3 separate regions of the Mus musculus genome follow, and regions 1 and 3 are each linked to region 2. The links are chromatin contacts, called in public HiChIP or PLAC-seq maps. All regions are on one chromosome and are shown on one strand. Each heading gives the region's core, a stretch centred on a gene start, on an enhancer-like site or on the middle of the called end of the contact. The rest is flanking DNA. Distances are from core to core; before and after follow the strand shown. Region 1 holds the start of Sgk2 (serum/glucocorticoid regulated kinase 2). Region 2 overlaps Ift52 (intraflagellar transport 52). Region 3 holds the start of Gtsf1l (gametocyte specific factor 1-like).

Region 1 (4,528 bases), core at 1,527-4,026, 44 kb before region 2:
GGAGATACATCTGCATTGGTTCAGTGTCTTGTGTCCCCATCTTTGTCCCCAAGACTGTATCTTTTTGTTACATTTATTTTCACTCTGTTCATGGGAGTGTTGTGTATGTATGTTAAGTGTACTGAGAAGATGGTGTCCTCCAGAACTTAAGTTACAGGTGTTTTAAGCTGCTGCATCGGTGTTGAGAACTGAACTTAGGTCCTCTGCAAGAGCAGCCAGGGCTCTTAACCACTGAGCCCTGAATGTATCCAGCCCCAAGAATGTATCTTTGATCTTCATACCCACACAACAGAGTTCATGCAAGGAGGAGGGAAGGGAAAGGAAGAAGGAAAAACAGCTGGGAGAAGGTGTGTATGGTGACACAGGAGACATCTGGGCTTTTTTTCTTCAGGTCACAGAGAAAGAAGGACAAGTTCGACCATGGAGGGGACCCATGTTGATTGTTATAGTAAGTTGGTAAATGGGTTAGTAATTCCCAGTTACAGGATACACAGAAGTTTTAGTAAAGGACCTTAGCTGTTCTCCCGGTGGGGGGGTCTCGTTTAAAGTAAGAAATGAAATTAGTAAGAGCACAAATGCTTAAGGACAAGGAACTGAGACTGGGAAACATGAAAGCAACCCCACACTGCAGAGAGTGCTGCAGCTCGCAGGAAAAGATAAGGTTGGGCTGGCAAGAAGGCACTTGTCACACAGGCCTGATGACTTCAGGTCAGTCCCCAGAAGCCACATACAAGTGGAAGGAGACAGCCAACTCCCAGAAGTCGCCCTCTGACCTCCAACTTTAAGGGCTAGTGAGATGTTGGCTCATCACTTAAGAGCAGAGGACCCAGGTTTGGTTCCCATCTGGTTTCCACATCAGGCAGCACACAACCACTATAACTCCAGTACCAGAGGACCAGAAGCCCTCTTCTGGCCTCCTCAGGTACCTGATACACGAAGTACATATACAGTCAGGCATACATACACAGAAGATATGGAAAGAAAGAAAGAAAGAAAGAAAGAAAGAAAGAAAGAAAGAAAGAAAGAAAGAAAGAGAGAGAGAGAGAGAGAAAGGAAAGAGAAGAAAGAAATGAAGGAAGAAAGAAAGGAAGAAAAGAAAATCAAACCTGTGTTGACGTGGAAAGATATACATGAGAAAAAGAAATAAATTCTTGAGAAGCGATAGCTGAGCAAGTGTGTACTATGAGTCAGTTCTGCATGCAGATATGTCCACTAGGGCACAGACCAAAGTTTGGAGGACCTGTCACCATTTAATTAACAGCACATACCTCTAGAAATATGAGGGATTCTGGGTATGGAGGGATCTTTCACTTTCAATTTAGCATTCTTCTGTAAGCTGAAATTCTTGCATACAGTCTGTACAATCGATGCCATTGTGTGTGTGGCTTTTTTTTTTTTTTTTTTTTTTTTTTTTTTTTTTTTTTTGACAGCTCTGGGATTAAAGGGAGGAGCTTGGCGGAGCCACAGTAGTGAAAGAGGCAGAGCCCTGGCCAGAGTCCTGATTTGCTCTTATACTCAGGCCAGCTGCCTCCCCTCTCTGGACCAGGGCCAGACATGTGCTGGTGTGTGTGCTGGGCAAGGTGGTGAACTGAGGGCACCGGAGAACTTTGCAAAGCTCGGGAGCAGTAGTTTTTAAGGCACTAAGCTGGATCATTGAGTCTTTGGTGTTTTTGTTAAACAGAGTCAATGGTAAACGGCTGTGAAAGTAGATTGTATAGCATACTCCCTTGGCATATGCAGGGTGCTGGCTTTGATCCCCAGCACCACATAAGGTTTGGGCATAATGGTACCACCCGTAATCCCAATACTTGAGAGGTGGAGTGGGGGAACCAGATGTTCAAAATTAGTCTCAGCTATATAGAGAGTTCCAGGCCAGCCTAGGATACGTGGCACATTACTTTAAACATCGTGAAATCAAACTCTAAACACTGAAATCAAAACCAAACACTGCAGAGAGGTCACTTGGAAGATCGTGTCCCCACCTGCCTAGTTGTCTGACCCTGCGTCCTCCCTGAGTCAGAATGCCTGGCCTGATAGCGTCACATCATTCACAAAATATCCTTCACTTCGGCTGAGCCCTGGTGCGGTGCCTGGCCCTCAGTTTTCCGACATTCAGAGCAGGATCTCCACTCCACCCCACAAGCATTCTTCTCCTAAAATGATGTCAGGATAGGTGAACCCTGGGTGGTTAGGCAGCAGCTCAGTCAAGAGAGAATGAGAGGCATCCAGCAATGCAGCAAGACAGAGCAGGAATGAGCTGCCCATTCCTGAAAGCTCTCAAGGAGGAAGGCTGCACACAGAGCCAGGCAGCCCTCCTCAGGGAAATGGTGTGAGGGAGTTGGAGGAAACAGGTCTTTTTATTGTCTGTTCTCCATGTTCCAGGAAAAGGGGGAAGTGACTCAGATGGTGGCATCTAGGAGGGTTAAGTGGACAAGCCTAACTCCAGCTGGACTATGGAAAGGGGGTGATTTCAAGAATGAAGGTATGACAGTGTCCGAAGAGACTTAGGAGAGCCTTCGTGGAGGCTCAGGAATTCACGTGAGGCTCTGGGAGCTGGAGTCATTTGCCCAAGGTCACACAGCTTCAAGTTTGCAGTTTTTAACAGTTCGGAGGGTCCCCAGGGCACAGCTGTCCAGGAGCCAGTGGTGCAGCAACCATGGTGATTCAGCCCAGCAGTTAATGAGTAACCGGAAGGTCCTGAAGCTGGCTCGCAGCTGGCAGGACTGGGAGGCTGAACCTGTGCTGGTTTGAGAGTCAGGCGAGTGGGTGACAGGTCACTCCTGCTTGGGAAGGTTGCAGGGTGAGTCAGGATTGGGTTTCAGGTCAGAAGGACGGTGCAGAGGAAGAGAACACAATTCTCTAGGACCTGCACTGGAACCCGGGGTTTCCAGGTGAGCAGCTTCTCTGGGAGCAGGGCACCTGCCTTACTCTCAGCTTACAGCTACATCTGAGTTATTCCAACCTAGGCTAGATTCTTTCCAAACTACGCACCTTCTTTTTCATACCCTTCTCCTCCTTTTCCTCCCTAACTTCATCTCCATTTCTCCTTTTCTTCTACTCAAGTTTTCTTACTCCCTAACCCTTCTCCCCTTTCTGAAGTGAGAATTTTGGTTTCTTTAAGACCACAGGAATATCATAACAATATGTTTTCCATTTTAATCCTGGGTGTGGTATGAGATTGTCCACAGCAGCTGACTGTGATTTGCCTCATGCTCTAGCAAGGCATGGTTTTACCAGATGCAGGGAGGTTTGTTTTGTTTTGTGATTGTGTGATGTTTGGAACTCTAGGGACTTTTCATAGGGTGTATAAATTATAAATGCTAGAGCCTCAGAGGCTGTGTGTGTTGTTGGTTGGTTGCTGTTGCTTGCTGCATTTTATCAAGGAGTTGCACACAAAGAAAAAACAACAAGGAGAAATTAGATATCCTGACTGTGAAGATCAAACTTGCCCCAAGGAACTCAATGACCCTAATCAGCAGGAAGTAGTCTAAGGTAAATGTCGCCCCCTTTTTCCTTCTATTCTTTTTCTTTCCTATCAAGTATTGGAGTTGAAAGGGTGGAAGAAGAAGGGTGGAAAAAGATGGATGAGAAAGTAACCCACAAAATAGCGAAAGTCTGCCTCTGTCTTTCTTCGCAGCCAACTAACTTCCTAATTTCTTCTTTCTTAATGAACCAGCCCATCACAGATCACTTCCTCTCCACTTTCATTATTTCTGTCTAGACTCTTCTGGAGATTCTAGGCTGTGGGTTTTGGGGTCAGCTTGCTTGGGTTCAAATCCAATTTATATCACTTACTAACATGGTATCTCACTCACATCATTTCTCTTCGCCATCCCTTGGTTTCCTCCTCATTTAAATAGGACTGTCAGGGCTGGGGTGGAGCTTAGAGGTAGAGAACTTGGTTATCGGTGCTAAATCCAGTCTTCAACAACACACACACACATACACAGGTGTGTGTACACACACACAGATTTCAAGTTGGGCCAGGTTGTATCACAAGACAGTAATACAGGATCAAAGGAACTCTGCAAAGATGGGGTAGGGTGAGGTCTTAGTCAAGGTGACAGAAAAAGTGAGCAGTGAACATTTTGTTTTTTGGTTTTGTTTTGTTTTTTTAGATTTATTTATTGTTATATGTAAGTACACTGTAGCTGTCTTCAGACACTACTATCTGAAGAGGATGTCATGCTGATCTCATTATGGGTGGTTGTGAGCCACCATGTGGTTGCTGGGATTTGAACTCAAGACCTTTGGAAGAGCAGTTAGTGCTCTTAACCGCTGAGCCATCTCTCCAGCCCCATGCAGTGAACATTTTGAAGGGCTGCTGAGGCTTGGTATTTTAGTGATTAAACTGTGTCACTGTGAGAAATTTTCTGCAATAGTTCAAAAACAAAACCAAATAGCCTAACTTAACCACGGTGGTCGTGGCTTCCTGCCTTTGTCGAAGCTATACATGCAAATACCTGCTATCTTTTATTTTTCCACTTTAATAAAATGATTCCCCCAGCGCCCCCACCATTCTAAAATT
Region 2 (4,796 bases), core at 208-2,707:
AAAAAAAAAAAAAAAAACCCCAACAAAATCGTCATATTTTTCCTGTGACGCACTTGCTTTTTATGAGGTAGAACCTGAAGTCTATTTTCCCACTGAACAATTGGATTTATTTCTAATTATTTATAATTATGAATGCAATATAGAATCTGTGTGTTTCAGATTGTTGGGTGCAGGGTTTTGTTTTTTTTCTTTTTAAATTTTTTTTGTCTTTATGTGTGTATGATATATGTGTGCATGTGTGCACATGCATGCATGTATCTGCATACGTATGTGATTATGGGCACATGTATTCTGTGGCACACAGATGGAGGTCAGAGGACAAGCTTGGAAGTTGATCTTCATCTTGAACTTTGTGTGAGACAAGGTCTCTTATTTTGTTGCTGCTATGTATGCCAGGCTAGCTGGCTCACAAAGGTCCAGGGATTTTCTCTTCTCTCCCTCCACACCCATAGCCACACAGGAGTGCTGTGGTTATGGACACGTGTGCTACCTCAGCTGGGACTCAGGACTCACACTCAGGTCGCTCACATAAGCACTTCACCCACCAAGCTCTCTCTCCAGCTTTGGCTGCAGATACTGATAATTTTAGTAGCAGTGTGGTGAAAGACTCACTCACTGAAACCTAAGCAATATTGGTAATCACCATTTTTTCATATTTATCAGAAAGGCAAAGATACTTTGTAGTAGTGTGGGATGGAGGATGGTTGAGTAGTTAGGGGCACTTGCTGCTCTTGCAGAGGCCTGCTTAGTTCTCAGAACCTACTACAGGCTCACAACCCACTAGGGGCACTTGCTGCTCTGGCAGAGGCCTGCTTAGTTCTCAGAACCCACTATAGGCTCACAACCCACGTGGAAGCTCATATCTCCCTGTGTCTCCAGTTCCAGGGGATCGCATGCCCCCCTCAGCCTACACAGGTTCCGTCATGCATGTGCTGCACATGTTCTCCTGTAGATGAGGCTCTCCTGTACATAAATGAAAAATCGGTCTTTAAAAAAAAGTAAATGGGAATTGTTTTCATAGCTGATATTTTTCAAATATTAGCTATGTGTGAATTGGCATTTATTGGTGTATCAGACAGTTGCTAATGTGGTAAGCGATACATGCAGTGTGTTTTGTGATGTAAGTATCTAACATCGCTTTGTCATCAACAGAACCAAGGTTTTGGAAAGCTGGCAGTGCTTGGTTCGTGTCATATGTTCAGTGACCAATATTTAGATAAAGAAGAAAATAGCAAAATTATGGTAAGCTTTTCTCTTTCGTGTCTTCCATATCATTAGAAAATACCCATAAGTGTATTTATTACTCATTTACATGAGCATGCTAAACATATTACATGGTAGGCACTAAAAGTATTGAGTCAGCCGTAGCCCTTGCTCTACAGCAGTCTATAGTATGTCAGAGAGTGACATACAGATGAGCGAATGTAGAAAGAGTACTGCTGAATCAGAGGTGGCTGACCTTGGAAAACTGGGGAGGGCCCGACTTGTAAATCAAGCAGCTTAAGCTCAGGGATGTGTACAGACAAGTTAGGCTTCCCCCGACTCACTTACAAAATGGACTATGGTTATTTTATTTGCCTTTGACAATTACTTGGCGGGGGGTCACCCTTAATTTATTTTTTTAACTTCAAGCCTGGCTACCTCCCTAGCCATGTGCCCCAGGTACTTGCTGTTTCTCCTGGCCATATGCTCATGGCTCCCCCTCCTCCTCCAACCAGGTGACTCCAAACCCACCCACCTCTAGTCCCTCCAGTAACTGGCTGCAGTTAATTTTATTTAACCTATAATAGTAAATCAAGGAACAAGGTTTGCACAACAAAAGCTTGTAAACAGGAGAAGCCACTCAGTAAAAGCCTGTGAGTGTGAGAAGTCTAGGTAGGCCTAGAACTTTGGCATAGAATTTAGCATTACAATACATAGCAATAGACCAACCCTCCACAATCTCAGACCCCTCTGTTGTGTGGAAGGAAGAAAGGGAGAGGCCAGCCTGAGTCAGTTAGGCAGGACAGAATGAGGACTAAATGAAGGTCGTGACTAGTGAGTGTAGGAGGGGGTGGCAGCATGGGGTAGCTAGAGTTATGTGTAGGACTGATCACTGATAAAGAACGAAGTGAGTGTGGCCTTGCTCTGTCAGTGTAGCTGAAAGAGCTCATGGCTTCTGAGCCATGTTCTGGATGGAACTCTAGCAACTTACCTGCCAGAGGAAGGTGTGTGCCCTCCCTGTTAGTGGATGGGCCCTTCTAGTCTAGTGTGAGGTGGACTAAGCACTCTGCTTGGGCCTCAGCGCCTTTCACTGTGTTCTGAAACCTCAATGTTTGCTTTTCAAAGGCTGGGGTTTTACATATAATTATGATTTTTGTCATATTATGATTGCCAAAGATGAAAAGGTGTGTTTTTTAAAAGTTTTGACTCTCATCACAGAAAGCAAAGGTTGTTTTAGGATTGTGAACAGGTTTTAGGAAGTGTTGGCTTGTAATGTGTTAGAATGCTCTGACGTGAATGATAAAGGTTGCATTAGACTGAGGTTGGCGTGCTTTTTAGTTGGCATGCTTTTTTGTCTATTTTATTGGGTTCTTATTATCTACCACGCTTCGAACTCTCTCTCTCTCTCTCTCTCTCTCTGCCCAAATCCCTTCCAAACCCCAATACTGGTTAGAAGAGAAAGGTTAGAGGGTTAAGGGTGTGTAGAACACTTTAGACTACTTCCTGTTGATTTAGGGGTGTCAGGTTCCTTGGGACAAGTCCACTTTTCGTTCAGGCTGTCTCCAATTTCTTGTTGTCGCTTTACTCATGACCACGTGACAAACCACAGCAAGAGGAAGCAACAGCAGGAGCAGGAGCAACTGCCACAGGACCTCTTGAAGCTCTCCCGTTTAATCCCTCTCCAGAGGCCCCACAATTCAATTATCTGCAGCTGGCAAAATCACCCCCTGCTAGTGCATGAGGCAAATCATAACCACCTGCTGGGAAGCAGCCTCTTATCCCAGACCTAGGATTAAAACAAAACAAGACAAAATTCTCATATACATAACGGGGTTTTTAAAACAAAATTCTCACTACTTTAAAGAGATTTTACCAATAGAAGGCTGATCATCCTTTTTTGAATTCTATTGTCTTTTCTCCCTACTTTAATTATTTTGTCTAGCCTGACCTTTAGCATTCCCAAATAGCCAGGTGTCTAATTATATTTATCATTTCAAATGCAGGATGTTGTGTTCCAGTGGCTTACAACAGGAGACATCCACCTCAACCAGATTGATGCTGAGGACCCAGAGGTAGGAGACTGCATCATAGAAATGGAAGATGGGTCAGCTTCTTAGAACCACTTCCAAAGGGACAGAAAGATCTCTTTCAACTCACCCCTAAGACAGTTGGAAGACAGTTTGGAGAAATGGCTCAGAGGTTAAGAGTACTGGCTGTTCTTCCAGAGGTCCCAGCAACCACATGGTGGCTCACAACCATCTTTAATGGGATCCTGTGCCCTCTTAGGTGTACTCACATATATAAAATAAATAAATCTTAAAAAAAAAAAAAAGACAGTTGGAAGAAATTAGCTAACCATAGGATTGATTGAGTGCTTCCATATAAACCTCAGGATTTACTGTTTGTTCTCTGGAAGATTGCTCGGCGAGAGGGCTGTGGCCAAGCCTGACAGCCTTAATTCAATCCCGGGATTGACACAATAGAAGGAGAGAGCCAGCAGCTACACAGTGTCCTCTTCCTTCCACGTGCATGCCTTGACACACATGTCCCCACTCATATGGTAAATAAATAAAATGCAAAATAAATGTAAAAAGAACAAGTTAGGCCAGTTAGTCATTCTGGGAGCACTCTGTGATGTTTCTGTTTGGATGCCTAGGAGTCATGGAAGGCCAGAGAAGTGAACAGACGGCTGGCCTGTTTGTACTCCCTGAGCTGTGTGCTGGGTTGTGTCGTGGCATAGGTAGCCGCCTTGTCAGTACTCTCACTCTACTCATATCCTATTAAATACTGAGTTTCTAAAGCTGCCACATGTTGCTGGGAAGGGCATTTATCTGCTTTTTTTTTTTTTTAACTTAAAAAAAGTTTGAGGATTGGGAAAGGTCGTTTGTTTGTTCCCCTTTTTTGTTTTTGTTTGTTTATTTGATTTGCTTTGCTTAGGCTGGGTTTCATGGCCTTGGCTGGCCTGGAACTCAAAATGGAGACCAGGTTATCCTTGAATTCACAGAGCGCCACCTGCCTCTGCCTGGCAAGTACTGGGATTAAATTAGATCTAGGGCTACAGAAAAAAAAGTGAATGTATCTTACTATTCCTATAATGAATGTTCAGGCAAATCTCCTGTGCTGAAGCTAAGACTTTGTGTTTGTTTGGTTTGTGGTGGGGTTTCTTATATGCTGAACATTCAATGTCAGAGCCATCCCATGGTCCTTCAGATGACCATGTTCTTTTTTTTTGAGACAGGGTTTCTCTGTATAGCCCTGGCTGTCCTGGAACTCACTTTGGAGACCAGGCTGGCCTCGAACTCAAAAATCTGCCTGCCTCTGCCTCCTGAGTGGACCATGTTCTTTATTTGAGACAGAATATCCCTGTGTGGTCCGTGTTTGTCTTGAGCTCACAGCAGTCTTCCTGTCTCAGCCTCCTGAGTGCTGAGATCACAGGCTGTTCTGCCATATCTAGCTCCATAGCAGGGCTTTTTGTTTTTGAGCTCAACTCTGAGCCAGCTACTTCTCCCCCTCTCTCTGCCGTCATTAGCTGCCTGTAGTTCTTTGTTTAGGGATGGGACCCTGTAAGATTTGCCCCTTCCAAATTACCATGT
Region 3 (4,848 bases), core at 2,052-4,551, 58 kb after region 2:
GAACTTACTAAAAGCCTGTTTGTTTTTTTAGCTAATACACATATAAAAACAAAAACCAGGAAAATACCTTCACATAAATGCACAGGTGAGAATTGAGATGCTGCCCCACCCCTTGGTTATTTCATTGTCCTTCCTTGAGGGTAAACATCCTATTGTATCTTGTGTATGCCTCAAACACAGACAGGCACAGTAAAATAGCTATAATGTACCCAAAAGTGCTATAATGTAGACACCCCCACCCCTGCTTTTTATCAAACTTGGGTTGGCAATCTACATCCCACTAGCCAAATCCAGCCTGCTGCTTATTTGTATAGACAGTTTTATTTCAACACTGCCTTAGGTGTTATCTCTGGCTGTTTTAATGCTATAGAACCAAGTAGCAGTGTCAGGCTTTCCACATCTCTACCGGTTCCTGACGGTATCTTCTCTCCTTTGTAAAGTTGCAACATAGTTTCCTTAGTTAGGCCTTCCCTATGGGTACCTCAGTGCTGCTATAAATAACACGGGAGTAACTTTTTACTCAACCCCATTTTCTGCGTGTGGCTGGCTGTGCGGGATGCTGTTTTAGATGTCGAATGACTTGATCAAAGCCTGTGTGCGTTGAGTGAGCATTTTCATAGCGACTGTTAAGTGTTCCCCATGGAAGGTGGTTCAATTTACATTCTCAGCTCAGTTCTAAACCCCACCTCCACCGCTCTTTCTAAACCTTTAAAAACAACCAGCACAGCCCGGACCGTTACTTTGCAGGTTTTTATTCAGATGAGATGCGCGATCCATCCACGCATTTGAGAGCCCTCTTCCTCCTGCTAGAAGTTTGCCTTCCTGGTCCTAGTCTGAGGATCTTCTGGGCATTGGTCTCCTCCCCGTGACTCTTGGATGTCACTTTCACAAACAAGTTTTTGGGGAACAAAACTCTTAAGGACGAACATTGGGTGACAGTTGGCGCCGTCAACATTCCAAATGTCAGGGTTGGAAAGCCAACGAACCTGTAGTGTGTCCTGGTTCTGCGGCTGTGGGAGGCTGACTTGCAGAGGGCCTAATGTGTCCTCTTCCTCCACGGAGCTCCTGTTGACACAGGTAGCTTCATGTTCAGCCAGCTTTCTGATGGGAACCACGTGGCAGGCGTTGTATTTACAGCTGGCCATCTTTTTGGCTTTCTTGGGGTTCTTCTTCCTGCATGACGCCAGGTGGTACTGGAACCTGCTGAGCGGGATTCGGTGGTGAGGGTTATAAGGACAAATTTCTATGGATTCTGGCTCCATCCGGGAGTTGACTTGAAGCCAAGTGTCCTGCTGCCCAAAGTGTACGTGGTACACCTCGAAAGGAAAAGCCTCTTCCTGTGAAAGATTGTGCTGTCTTCTGCCAGGCTTTGGCTCTTGGGTCTCTGGAGTGAAATTCTCACTCACGTTCTGTCAGCAATCGCTATGCAGAGAAAGCCAGAAAACAGCCACCAGAGACGTTAACTCAGGCAGGTACAAGAGCCCGAAACAGTAGCTTCCAAGGAGGTGAAGTTAGCAGGTTATAATGATGCTTTGACGCTAAGATACCCTGTGTTGTCAAAGGACAGAACAGGTGGTCACAATGGGCAGCTTATGACATCAGGGACAGACTGTCCACTGGGTGGGGGAAGTGGCTTGAGGAAAGCTGCTGTTCAAATGTAGTTATGACACGTACCCGGCCCTTGGCAGTTTCGGGCTTCATTAGCATAATCAAACCCCTTATTCATCAGCGTCGGTTGTGTGGTCTTTTAAAAACATCTTTTTTACATCATGTGTTTATTTGTAAGGAGTGACATTGGGGGTACACTTAGAAGTCGGAGAAAGACTTGTAGGAAGGATCAAATCCAGGTTATCAGGCTTGGCAGCAAGCACTTCTACCCCATGAGCCTTCCTGACTCCTTTTCTTTTTTTGTCCCTCTACTTTCCCCCTCCCTTCTCTCTTTTGATGCAAGGTCTCATGTAGCACAGGTTGGCCTTGACCTTGATATGTGGCTGAGGATATAATCACACCTTATAAACTGGGATTATAGACGCGGGTCTCCGTATCTAGTTTAGATGGTGCTGGGGACAAAGTCCAGGGCCTCATGCATTTGTGGCAAGTTATCTGTCAACTAGGCTATATCCTCTTCTTCTCTCCCCCCCCCCTCCCCTGTAGCTCTGGTTGTCCTGGAACTCACTCTGTAGACCAGGCTGGCCTCGAACTCAGAAATCTGCCCGCCTCTGCCTCCCAAGTACTGGGTTCAAAGGCGTGCGCCACCACTGCCCGGCATACTTATTTATTATGATAAATCTTTGGGCTGGAGTGAAGCAGGGCCAGAGCGACTGGGGCCAAGCAAAGCAAGCAATCTTCGTTCCTAGAAACCACATGATGGCTCACAACCATCAGTACAGCTACAGTGTACTCACATGCATAAAATAAATAAATCTTAAAAAAAAAATCCTCATGCTGCAGTCCACACGTGCTACAGTTTCCAAGCACGCAGCATGCTGGGTATCATTCCTTATTTTAAGTACACAGTGTTAAAGAAATATTTCCACCCCTTCCTCAGCCTCTACATTTTCCAGTTGCGTAGTAATTACAAATTGAAGTATCCATTTGTAATTACTAATTGGCTTTTTATTTTGTGTATGAGTGTTTTTCCTGCATGGGTGCAAGTGCGCTCTGTGTGTGTGTGTGTGTGTGTGTGTGTGTGTGTGTGTGTGTGTGTAGAGGCTGGAAGAGGGCTCTGGATCTGCTGGAACTGGAGTTGTTGATAGCTGTAGGCCACCATGCAGGTGCTGGGAACTGAACTTGGGTCATCGGCCAGAAGAGCAAGTACTCTTAGCCACTGAGACCTTTCTCTGGTCCTCGGTTTACCAGAATTTCAAGTTACTATTTTATCCTTTCTGGATCAGGTGAAGCTTTCTTTTAATCCACCCTCCCTCCCTCTCTTCCCTTTAGTGCTGGAGACCGAACCCGAGCTCTTACACTTGCCAGACTCTACTACCCAGCTAAATCCTCAAATCTCTGCATTTTAAACCTGGTTTTATTACTATTATTTATGAAGCTGAGTCAGGATTTTATAAAGACATTTTGGAAGACTGTAGTACAACTAACGTAAGCTTATCCCCAACTAACTCACACATAAATGAGACTTAGAATATGGTTATTTTATTCGGCTTTGACAATTACTGGGGGTCACCCCTAATCTGCTTTTCTGCTGGCCTGGCTACCTCCCCAGCGGGGGGTTCCCCAGATACCTGCTGTTTCTCCTGGGTCCCCTCCTCTCATGGCGCCTTCTCTCTCTCCCCTCATGGTCTCTCTTCTCTCCCTCTCAAGTCTCCACCCTCAGCCAGGTAACTCAAAATCCACCTACCTATAATCTCTCCAGTAATTGGCTGTAGCCATTTTTACTTAGCCAATAGTTTTAAGGAACAAGGTTTGCACAACAAAAGCTGGTAACCAGGAGAACTCACTCACTCATAGGCCTGGACCTTCGGGTTCAGAATTTAACTTTGTGATACACAGCAACAGATCAAACCTCAACAGAGGGCTGGAGAGATTACTCAGTAGTTAAGAGCACTTGCTGGTCTTTCAGAGGATGGTGGTTCGGATCCAACCCTCATGATAGCTCACAATTGTCTATTACACCAGTTCTAGGGAAGCTTGGTGCCCTCTTCTGGCCTCCGTGGCCTCCTGCATGCATGTGTGCTTCTCAAAGGAGTCAGAAAACAAGGACTTCCATAAATAAGGATGGAATGGGCTGCTGAAGGAAGAGTTTCTTAACCTTGTTTTTTTTTGTTTGTTTGTTGGATTGTTTTGTTTGTTTGTTTGTTTGTTTTGTTTTGTTTTGTTTTTTTGAGACAAGGTTTCTCTGTGTAGCCCTGGCTGTCCTGGAACTCACTCTGTAGACCAGGCTGGAGATCCCCCTGCCTCTGCCTCCCGAGTGTGGGATTAAAGGCGTGCGCCACCACTGCCCGGCTGAAGAGAGAGTTTCTTAACTCTGACTCAAGGGCCTTCTGGACCTCCCCGCTCTTGTCATTTTGTGTCGTTGAGATTTCTTTCCCTTTCTACTCTGTGCCTCTCCTTGACTCTAGGTTCTGCCCCTGCCTCTTTGCCCTTCTGGCTTATCTTGCTTCTTACACCCGCTTGGGGAATCACTGTCCTTCCGATTCAAATTCAACCTCCTGACTTCCTCTTGATAGACTGGTCAGCCTCCGCTTGTCCCATAACATCCTTGTTTCACCTCTTTTGACCTTAGAGATTTATTTGATTCATGTGTGTCTCCGTGTAAGTGTATGCTGTGTTATCTGTGGCACCCTCAGAGGCCAGAAGAAGGTGTTACAGGAGGTTGCAACAACCCGAAGTGACTTCTCTGGATGAGCCCCAAGTTCTCTTAACTGCTGACCCCCTTCTCTAGCACCTACTTTTATTTATTTATTGAGTTATTTTATTGTTTTGTTTATGAGTGTTTTGCTTTGCTTGCGTGTATGTAGGTGGTCCAAGTGTGCTCTCAGAGGTCAGAGATGGTGTTGGATCTTGTAGGACTGGAGTTACAGATAGTTGTGATGCTCCATGTGGGTGCTGGGAATCGAACCGGGGTCCTCTTGAAGAACAACAAATGCTCTAACCATTGAGCTTCCAGCAACTTCCTCTCCCTGATTCCTGAATAGTGTTTTTGCTGTGTTACTTCCTCTTATCCCTTGAGCTAAATCCAGTTTTTAATCATTCTACATGGAGTTGAGGGTCCAGCTCAGGCACTCACAATTTTGCATGTGTGTGTGTGCGTGCACATGTATGCTCGCACACACATATGGAGTCGGATGACTATTGCAGGCATTACCTACACTTTTCATCTCCTTGAGGAAG

What was found. HiChIP or PLAC-seq counts read pairs in DNA pulled down with a chosen protein or histone mark.
Region 1: a contact with region 2 is called in an H3K27ac HiChIP or PLAC-seq map of embryonic stem cells, with 10 read pairs. The contact joins the promoter of Sgk2 here to the enhancer-like site in region 2. A contact is called at or near these places in 5 of 39 promoter capture datasets (the HPC-7 cell line, cranial neural crest, liver and 2 more), 3 of 484 Hi-C or Micro-C datasets (cerebral cortex, embryonic stem cells and nephron progenitors), 3 of 115 datasets of contacts at active chromatin or transcription factors (double positive thymocytes and embryonic stem cells) and 3 of 9 other capture datasets (adipose tissue, liver and pancreatic islet).
Region 3: a contact with region 2 is called in an H3K27ac HiChIP or PLAC-seq map of embryonic stem cells, with 20 read pairs. The contact joins the promoter of Gtsf1l here to the enhancer-like site in region 2. A contact is called at or near these places in 16 of 39 promoter capture datasets (the 3T3-L1 cell line, 3T3-L1-derived adipocytes, the HPC-7 cell line and 9 more), 2 of 15 datasets of contacts at CTCF or cohesin (embryonic stem cells and pro-B cells), 22 of 484 Hi-C or Micro-C datasets (Th1 cells, cerebral cortex, effector CD8 T cells and 8 more), 13 of 115 datasets of contacts at active chromatin or transcription factors (acute myeloid leukemia, differentiating embryonic stem cells, embryonic stem cells and 3 more) and 4 of 9 other capture datasets (adipose tissue, embryonic stem cells, liver and 1 more).

What each region holds. Positions count from the first base shown.
Region 1 is chr2:162,984,705-162,989,232 of GRCm38.p6, forward strand. It overlaps Sgk2 (serum/glucocorticoid regulated kinase 2), which reads left to right and starts at 2,777. Exons shown (of 14, transcript NM_013731.3): 1 at 2,777-2,891.
Region 2 is chr2:163,030,029-163,034,824 of GRCm38.p6, forward strand. Ift52 (intraflagellar transport 52) reads left to right here. Exons shown (of 13, transcript NM_172150.5): 8 at 1,153-1,242; 9 at 3,207-3,275. Among named protein-coding and RNA genes, the nearest start is that of Ift52, 15 kb to the left of the region's middle. Within about 2 kb of position 1,458, at least 23 of the 459 cell types and tissues checked have an H3K27ac peak or open chromatin away from gene starts, as enhancers often do. A contact at or near this core is called in acute myeloid leukemia, differentiating embryonic stem cells, embryonic stem cells and 1 more, where this site is marked.
Region 3 is chr2:163,086,300-163,091,147 of GRCm38.p6, forward strand. Gtsf1l (gametocyte specific factor 1-like) reads right to left here and starts at 3,302. Exons shown (of 2, transcript NM_026630.2): 1 at 3,240-3,302; 2 at 732-1,548. The coding sequence starts at 1,262. The coding sequence ends at 807.